Linked DNA regions of Rattus norvegicus: region 1 is linked to region 2. Evidence: chromatin contacts called from public Hi-C data. All regions are on one chromosome and are shown on one strand. The core of a region is the stretch at or near the end of the contact, and the rest is flanking DNA. Distances in the headings are between cores, read along the strand shown.

The links. A called contact is a pair of places that touch in the nucleus more often than the background predicts.
Region 1: a contact with region 2 is called in a Hi-C map of liver, with 3 times the contacts expected there. The contact joins two enhancer-like sites. A contact is called at or near these places in 4 of 12 Hi-C or Micro-C datasets (Schwann cells, liver and psoas muscle) and 1 of 1 datasets of contacts at active chromatin or transcription factors (oligodendrocytes).

Annotation. Positions count from the first base shown.
Region 1 is chr1:179,710,971-179,714,969 of GRCr8, reverse strand. It overlaps a transcript of Sox6 not described here. Among named protein-coding and RNA genes, the nearest start is that of Sox6, 48 kb to the right of the region's middle. Within about 2 kb of position 2,154, at least 17 of the 93 cell types and tissues checked have an H3K27ac peak or open chromatin away from gene starts, as enhancers often do. A contact at or near this core is called in liver, where this site is marked.
Region 2 is chr1:179,265,140-179,269,258 of GRCr8, reverse strand. It overlaps Sox6 (SRY-box transcription factor 6), which reads left to right. Exons shown (of 16, transcript NM_001024751.1): 9 at 1,005-1,084. Among named protein-coding and RNA genes, the nearest start is that of Trnav-aac35, 120 kb to the left of the region's middle. Within about 2 kb of position 1,623, at least 3 of the 93 cell types and tissues checked have an H3K27ac peak or open chromatin away from gene starts, as enhancers often do. A contact at or near this core is called in liver, where this site is marked.

The DNA.
Region 1 (3,999 bases), core at 905-3,404, 450 kb before region 2:
GAAAGGTTAGCTTGATGGTTTTAAAGTGTAGTTGATTTATATAGACTTTGGAGTGGTAGTAAAGGGTTACAATGGTTTCTTACCATATTCTTTATTTATGATGGTGTAATTTCATACATTTTCCCATTTATATTCCATTTATAGTCATGGGAAGTATGCCATTGAATAATGTCAGCTTGTACTGCAAGGATTTTTGTTTAAAAATTATGGAATTGGTCTCTGACTGCACATTCAATGTGTTTTCCAGTTTTTTTTTTTTGATATGTCTACCTAAGCTTGGTCTCTGCCAGTTATGTTGGCTTCAATGTATGCCCATCTCATTTAAGATGAAGTGAATGGCCAGTATTATGTATAGCAAAGCCAAGCTTCCTTTGAGTTAGGGCTCGGGGGCATTGTACAAGTCTAATGTTCTTCCATGAAGTTGGCCCACCCCACTGTGACTAAGAAATGAGATGATTTGAGGGCTATTACATACTTACGATTTTCATAGTGGATTAGAATAACATTACTTAGCACAGGTGTTTCTATAATTGGGATTCCCTGGGAAACTTCAGTACTATATTCAATAACACTCAGCTTTCCACATGAGTAAAGGCACCGTTGATTTGCTGGGCTGTAGCATGAATCAGGAGAGTGGTCTGGCTTAGAGGCTTGTTGCTACTCTTTTCAGAGAAAACATTTCCTTTTGGCCGTTAGCATAATATTGCTGTGGACCTATTTACAAATTTCCTTTTATTTATTTATTGCTGGCCAAATACTGGAGGCCGCAGCTGGTGTCAGCCAGACCTGGTTTAAGCTTTCATATAACTCAAAATAGGTCCCAAGTGTCCTTTTTCTTAAACAATTCTTCTTTTGTAAAGCATCATATTTAAATAACATTTATGTACCCAAGCAGCAGTGAAAAATCTCAGAGGTGTTCTCAGGGCAGCTCTCTGAGGAGGACCTTTGGGATGGCTTTGTAAGATGCCTCCAAGCCTTGAAGCCACTTGTCCAGGAATAACAAAGAGCGACTGCAGTAGGTTGGGGCAAGATTCAGCAAGAGGGCTGAATATCCACAGCAAATATATCTGCAGAGCAGTGAGTGAAAATGGGCTTCAGAAATGAAAGCAGGTGAAGCAATTAACAGCACACCATTGTTTTACCAAACCTATTCTTAAGGTGCCTGGAAGCCCTAAGTTTTCGGGAAATGGGACTCAGCTTTCACAGCAGACAACTATGCTGCCTCAACGTTCCGCCCCTGTTCTGGGTTCTCATCTTGAGACCTCTGCTTATGGCATCTCTAAGTACCTTTGTCTCCCGTTGAAGAGCAAAGCAAAGGAACCCAAGAGAGGCCGAGTCGGCCAGGAGCCATGTTCTCCGTCTTATAGGAGCTGAGGACGTGTCTTTCTCAAGCTAACTACCCATTCTCTGCCTGGGTAGTTAGTGATAAAAGTTCTATCTTGGATCTGTTCTCTAATCCCAGGTTTGTAGTCTAGTGAGAGAACGCAGCGCACCGGGTACTGGCACTAGCAGGTGTCTCTCTGCCATCTCCTGACTCGGGTTTCCCAGTAGTACGGCTTCCCGGACTCCTCTGCTCCAGGGGGACCTTCGTGGACTTTTTCTTTTTTTCTGTCCCAGAGGTTGTCCTGGCTGCCAGCTCCATCTGCTTGATGGATCTTGGTGGCTCTGAGCCCAGCGCACTCTTGCGCTCCACCTCAAGGTGGCGACCGAGGCACGTAAACAAAGACTGCACTGGCGGTTGGCACCCGTGGCCTCATCCACGAATCCCAGTTTCCCAGCTGCTCCTCAGAGAGCTGAATTGACTGTTAAGGGGGCCCTTGTAGACGGGTCGTTGGGCCGGAATGTCAGCCGTGCGTTCGTGCGTGACTGACTTAGTGACTCTGTGTGTGTGTGTGTGTGTGTGTGTGTGTGTGTGTGTGTGTGTGTACACGCTCGCGCGCGCGTCTGTGTATCCGCCGAAGCAGGCAGAAGCGCTTCTAGGATGGAAACTCTAGCCCCAACCCGTTTGGGACGCTGGAGGTTTCCTGGAATCACCTGAGCCTGCAGGCTCCCGCGACCCGGCTGGCCCGCTGGCCGGGGCTCCCGCCCACTATGTGTCCCGAGTACCCTGGGTCAGTGAGCAACTGGCGGGACTGCCACAAACAGCAGGTTTGCAGATCTCTGTTCAGTGACACCACGATTTATGAGTGGCTCTGGAAAATACAGCTCTTTGCTGCGCTGGAGTCCTCTAGGGTGCGCGCAGGCCGACCCTAGGGGTAGGGATAGTTGTGGGCGGGGAAGAGAGACAGTGAAAGAATAAGCATGCGACAGTCATACAGTCTTACCTCTGGGACGAAGGACACGGTTCCTAGAACTGCGATCTTCACGGCCAGTGTGCAGCCCAGCTGTTTCTCCCGTAGGCGCTTCCCGCCTAACACCGCCTTCTGACTAACTTGGATAGGGCTTGAGTTGCCCCCTCCTTTTTTCCTCCCCTTCTTTTCCTTTCCAGACATCGCTTTAACTCAACCCAGGGCATATCCAGAAGTCAGTTCCGTATAGCGCTTCCATTCAGTCCTGGGGGGGTGGGGGGAAATCCGGTATACAGTTTCTCGTAGGCAGATGGAAGATCTAGATGGTTACAGGACTTTGGAGGGGTGCGTAGGAATGGCACGGGGTGTTGGTGGCAGCGAAAGACGGTTTCTTTTGGGTCTTCGCACTGCCGCAGGTAAGGCTCTCAGATTACAGCTGCCCTCCTGTCGAGTCACAGTGGTGGGCAAGCGGAGGGCGCTCTGCTGTAGAGAGGGGAGTGGAGGAGGGTGGAGTGGGAGAAATGGGCTCTGGACAGGCTCCACCGGCACGCATTGTCTTGGTTGGTGTCTGTGCTTGGCGCTCAGCTGATGTCTTTGGGAGCTTTTGAACAAGGTAGACCCTCCAATACCCTCCCCCACTCTCTAGACTGTGTTTCAAAAGACGCGAATAGCTCTAAAATAAGTTTAAATTTTTTTGTCTGACTTTCCGTTCGAGATGTAAAAAGGATTAAATAAATGAAACTTTATTTGACTGTGGAGTTTATCCAGAGACTCAGCGACATCTCTGGTCTTTGGCCTTATTCTAATTCTATGGTAGTAATTACCCTTCGTTTCTTTAAGTGCGATAGATTTATTGCCTTAGAGACTATGCACAGTTTGATTGAATTATTCATTTTTTTCTTTGGTGTAGACTGCATCTGGGGACTCTGATGTGACGTGTAGATTTTTTTTCAGGAACAAAGGGAATGTGGAAATGAAAGAGAGAGGGAGAGAGAGGCTGGCAGATGTAATGAGACGCGGTGAAGGTGTACGCAGACGGGCACTCCCACGCCTCCTCCCTTCGGCTCTCACTGCAGCCCTGGGTAACTCGCAGGCTAACACAAACAGCTTTTCTCCCGCAGCCTGCCCTCTGTCACTGTAAGTACATCACCCTTCTCTTATCAGCATGCAGATTCCAGCCACGCACTCCCTCGCCTTGGCTTTGCACCTTTGACAGCAAAAGCACATTGGGAAATGAACTTTCCTAAGCTAGGAAAGGCATGTTTATAAAACTTACTTTTTATTTATCTTTATTGTTTTTTGAAAACAGAAGTTCATGTATTTTTACCACTTTCCTTACCTTCTTTGTGACGGTGCTCTGTTGCTCCTGTCACTGTGGCTGTGCTTTTCTCAACTGGATGTTGCTCAGATTCAAATGAAATTTAATGTTATTCTCCATCCGCTTAAAGTCCAGGCGCATGCCTTGTCCTTCTGCGAAATGACATCTTAAAGGACGAAGAATATTATTCACGGTTTGCTTTTGTTGCTGAAACAGGAGTTCTAACCTCTTTGAGGCACTGACTGTCCCAAGGGCACTGTTATTTGGGAGTTGATAAGATCTGCTTCTCCCAAACTTAAAGTGCCGCGGGCTGCTGGAGCATTCGGGTGTTTGTCATCCAGGGTTAAGGAGACCAATGGCGAAAACTTTTCTCCACGCTGTAATTAAAGTTTT
Region 2 (4,119 bases), core at 374-2,873:
TATTATAAATGTCAAAAATATGTGGGGGAGCAGCCTATTAAAATATAGCCTAGAGATAGTACATAACACTGACTTTAAATAAGTAGCTGGAGCCAGCACGCTGCTACATTAAATCACCGATACTGTGTGATTCACCCACAAATATTAATTTTTAGTTCACCTACCACCACTCCAGTCTGTCCTTCATCCATTTCTCTTGGCTCTATGGGCGTCTGGCCATGGTCTGTGTTCTCAGGTCACAGACGGTTTCAACACAGGTATGTGTTGGCTGGGCTCGAAGCACCGTACTGTATAGCATAAAGAACATTCCCAGCCTTCCAGTGCAGGCAGCCCATGCCGAATGTGAAGTTATTTAATGATCATCACCAAAATGCTTCAATCATATGCCGTGTGTGTGACTCTGCACCAGGCTCCACTACTTAGTACCACAGGTCAAACCAAAAGACAGATTTTCCCTGTCCTTTTCAGCATTTCTGAGTACCAACAGGTAAGATTGGCCAAATTAAAGGGGATATTTTTCTTATTGTTTTGTTTATTTTCTATAAAATAAAATTTTGCATTATGGCTTATCATTAGTAAACATCTTTTTTGTTTGTTTTTTGACTCTAAGTCTCCATTTTACCTACCAAGTCCAAACTTTCTGCTTCTCCAAGAGAAAAGCCTCCTTTCACAGTGTGCCGAGCATCAGCCTGGCTTTAATTTTTTTGTACTCTTAAAAAAATGATGTATTACAAGATTTGTAGTGGAGCGAACATGCTTGAATTGCACATTTAATTTTTTCAACATCACATTCATGTTTTGCCAGTTTGCCTACCAGCTATCTGTTAACAAAAAGTTCCAAGGCGGCAGCGCAAGCCTGTGCCCAACCAAGCCTTTTGTTTCTGCAGATGTTTGGGCTTAGGGCAACGTTGTAAAGCTCAGGGGATCCAAGGACCGTGTTTATACTTGTCTGCCGCGATTCCCTGTGCATTGTCTAAACCTGTGTGCATTGTTCTTTTCGACAGGTGATAACTACCCCGTACAGTTCATTCCGTCAACAATGGCAGCTGCTGCTGCTTCTGGACTCAGCCCTTTACAGCTTCAGGTAAGTACCAGGAAGAAGCAAGAATGTGGGAGCAGGGCCAGTGCTTGAGTGGAAACCTGCAATCCAGCTGTATTCTAAATAATGGCCCGAATGTTAAATAATTTTTAAGCACAGCCCAGAGAATTAACACCTTCTGTACTTAGCATGCTGAAAATGGAAGAGAAAAGTACCAATTCCAGGCATTTTTAAAGGAGCTCCAGTGTCACAATTTGATTCTGTGGCTCTGTGTGCTCTCTTTTAGCAAGTTAACAGTTTTGTTTAAGGGTGGTAGTTGTTTGAATGTGTTAGCATTTCCTTTTATCCACGTTTTGTCTGGGTTTCCATCATACACGGATATACAGACAGGCTTCTTTTCCCATCAGTTTCAGACCAGAGACAATGCTGGGCCTTTTCCTCCTTGCAGCTCAGGGAATAAGAAGCCATTGTTCCCAGTTACTTTGATTATTTAGCAAAATATAAACACACTGCTCCTGAGTCTGTAGTGTGACCTTGTTCTTGCCAGGGTTAAAGGTCTAGGCATGGTGCCCAATTCAGTTCTGGATCAGTGTCTCTTGTTTATCAAGCTAATCATGTTTGGAAGCTGACTGAAAAATTATTTGCACTGTATGTTCCTTACGATAAAATGAGGTATTTAGAACAGTTCTGCGTGGCCTTTGCACATGTCTAACACCCTCGTTAGAGCCATGAATTGACTTTAAATAGGAATAGATTTCAGTAGTAAAAACAAAAAGAGTAAAAATTTTAGCATTAGAACACTTAGAAAATACATGATAAGTTGTTTCCACACAGTTCAAAGTTCCTTAAAGACGGTTTTTATCTGAGCTTTCCTTTTGAACCTGGGGAAGAGCTTCTGGACAGACAGTATTTTTGTGTTGCTATTGCCTGTAAGATTTGAACATAAAGGGTGTGTCACCCTTTATGTTTCCATCGTACCGAAAGGAAACAACACTGACACATACACCCTCCACACATACACACCCTCCACACATACACACCTCCACAGCACTTCATACATTTTCAATTGCTTCACAAAGAAAAGAATTTTCGAAATGCCCGGGAAGTTTTTGTCATAAGCCTCTTCTGGTCAGCATGAAGCTGTCCCCACTAGAACCCCCGGGACAGGGACATCTTGCTAGCAGATGACCAGCTACTACTTCTCTTTGCCAGACATTTGCCTTTCACACTCCCAACACTGGGCTCTGAACAGCAGAGGAAGATCTAAAAGAAATCCTTTTATTGGTGACCCTATTTTGGCTCTCCATGCTCTACCTCGGAACTGCACTAACTTTCTGAACTTAGAGGCAGTAGTCCTTACCCATCTCTGTAAAACAGAGAGCATAGGCCTAGAACTGTGTGCCGTTCTTTGATGTGGTCTATACCCTGCACTGAGTTCCATGCTGTTTCACGAGTTCTGACAGTATGTTTTGTTTTGTTTTGTTTTCTGAATATGCCATTAAACAGAAGGGTCATGTATCTCACCCACAAATTAACCCAAGGCTAAAGGGCATAAGTGACCGTTTGGGCAGGAATTTGGACCCCTATGAACATGGTGGTGGCCACTCTTACAACCACAAACAGATTGAGGTATGAATGCTTCCCTTGATGCTTCTTTGGGTGGGGGACTGGATGGTTCCAGCATATTCTAGGTCTTATGAAAAGTGGCAAACAGTGAATGCTAAAGCCACTCTCCTGTCTCTGAACGCAAAGGCCTTAAGCTAGGTTCTATTCTGCCTTTTTCTTGCGAGGAGCCTCAAAGCTGTCTTTCCACACTCTTAACTATTCTCATTTAACATGTTTTAAGTTTAACAAATGCTTAAACTTGAAAGATAATTTCCATTTGACCATAGACCTTCCTGTATCCTTGATCAACTATAATTCTGATTGTAGAATTCTATAGTTAAGGGTTAGAGAGATCCTGAGAGCCCACCACAGCTGTTACTCTGGGTCTTGGGGTGACTGCTCACTCTGCCAGAGCTGGGTCTCCTAACTTAGTCTTTGTAGTCTGAAGTCGGGTGCCTGGGCCTGGCTGAGCTAAGTTTCTCAGGTGTCCTTTAAGTGTCTAACCACCAAGAAAACCTTTTTTTTTTTCGGCGTTGTGGAAAATCATTCTCCTTCTGTGTATGTGGTCCCTTTAGAACATGAAGGCCTTCTCTGCAACAGGACCCTGGCCGTCCTCTCCGCGGTGTCTGATCTGATTGCACTCCTTTCCTGTATTGATCATTGATATTCCTCTCTGGTTATTTCAAATACCGGTGTGTGTGTGGTAGCTACTGATTTTTTTTTTTTTTTTGGTTCTTTTTTTCGGAGCTGGGGACCGAACCCAGCTACTGATTTTTTTTTAAAGATTAATTTCCTAGGTGGGACCAAGTACCAAACTTTACATTCTAACCCAGATAGGAAACTACCCATTGCACTCCTCTAAAATACTCTAATGCATCTATGTTCAGCCCTTTGGTTCGATCAGTGAAGACAGATCAGTTGTCCGTGACCTTTGGACATGATCACCTCTGCCACTCTCTAGTCTGCCTACTTGGAAATGATGCTGATCACACTTAAGGAGGAAGACAGGACAAAAGGTCACCTTGAAGCAGCTAACTGAAGAGCTGCAGTGCCCTCTGTCACCTTCCTGCTCTTTGATGGGGACAGGAGATTCTGACATGACTAGACACAGCCTGGCACACTATGCTGCTGCCTTCTGCATAGCCAGGAAAGCTTTCTTTCAAAGGCATTTCTATGGGCTGTAGAAATGCCACCATGTTCCTGGGCAGTGTAAAAATCAGCTCATTCCAGAAAGGGTTAAAGAGGGCTCTATATCTATGCTGTATGATGGTAGGTAACAAGCTGACCCACTCAAAACACCCAGCCCAAGGAGCTATGAAGTGCCCAGGAGACTGGGAAAGCAGGTGACCTCCACTCAAGCTCTTTGCCTTTGGTTCTCTGTAGGGATAGCCAGTGCTGCCCTCCCTCCTGCCTTCAGCTAGGGTCCACCAAATCCTTATCTTACCTCATGCTTCTCCCCGATCTCGTCCCTCACA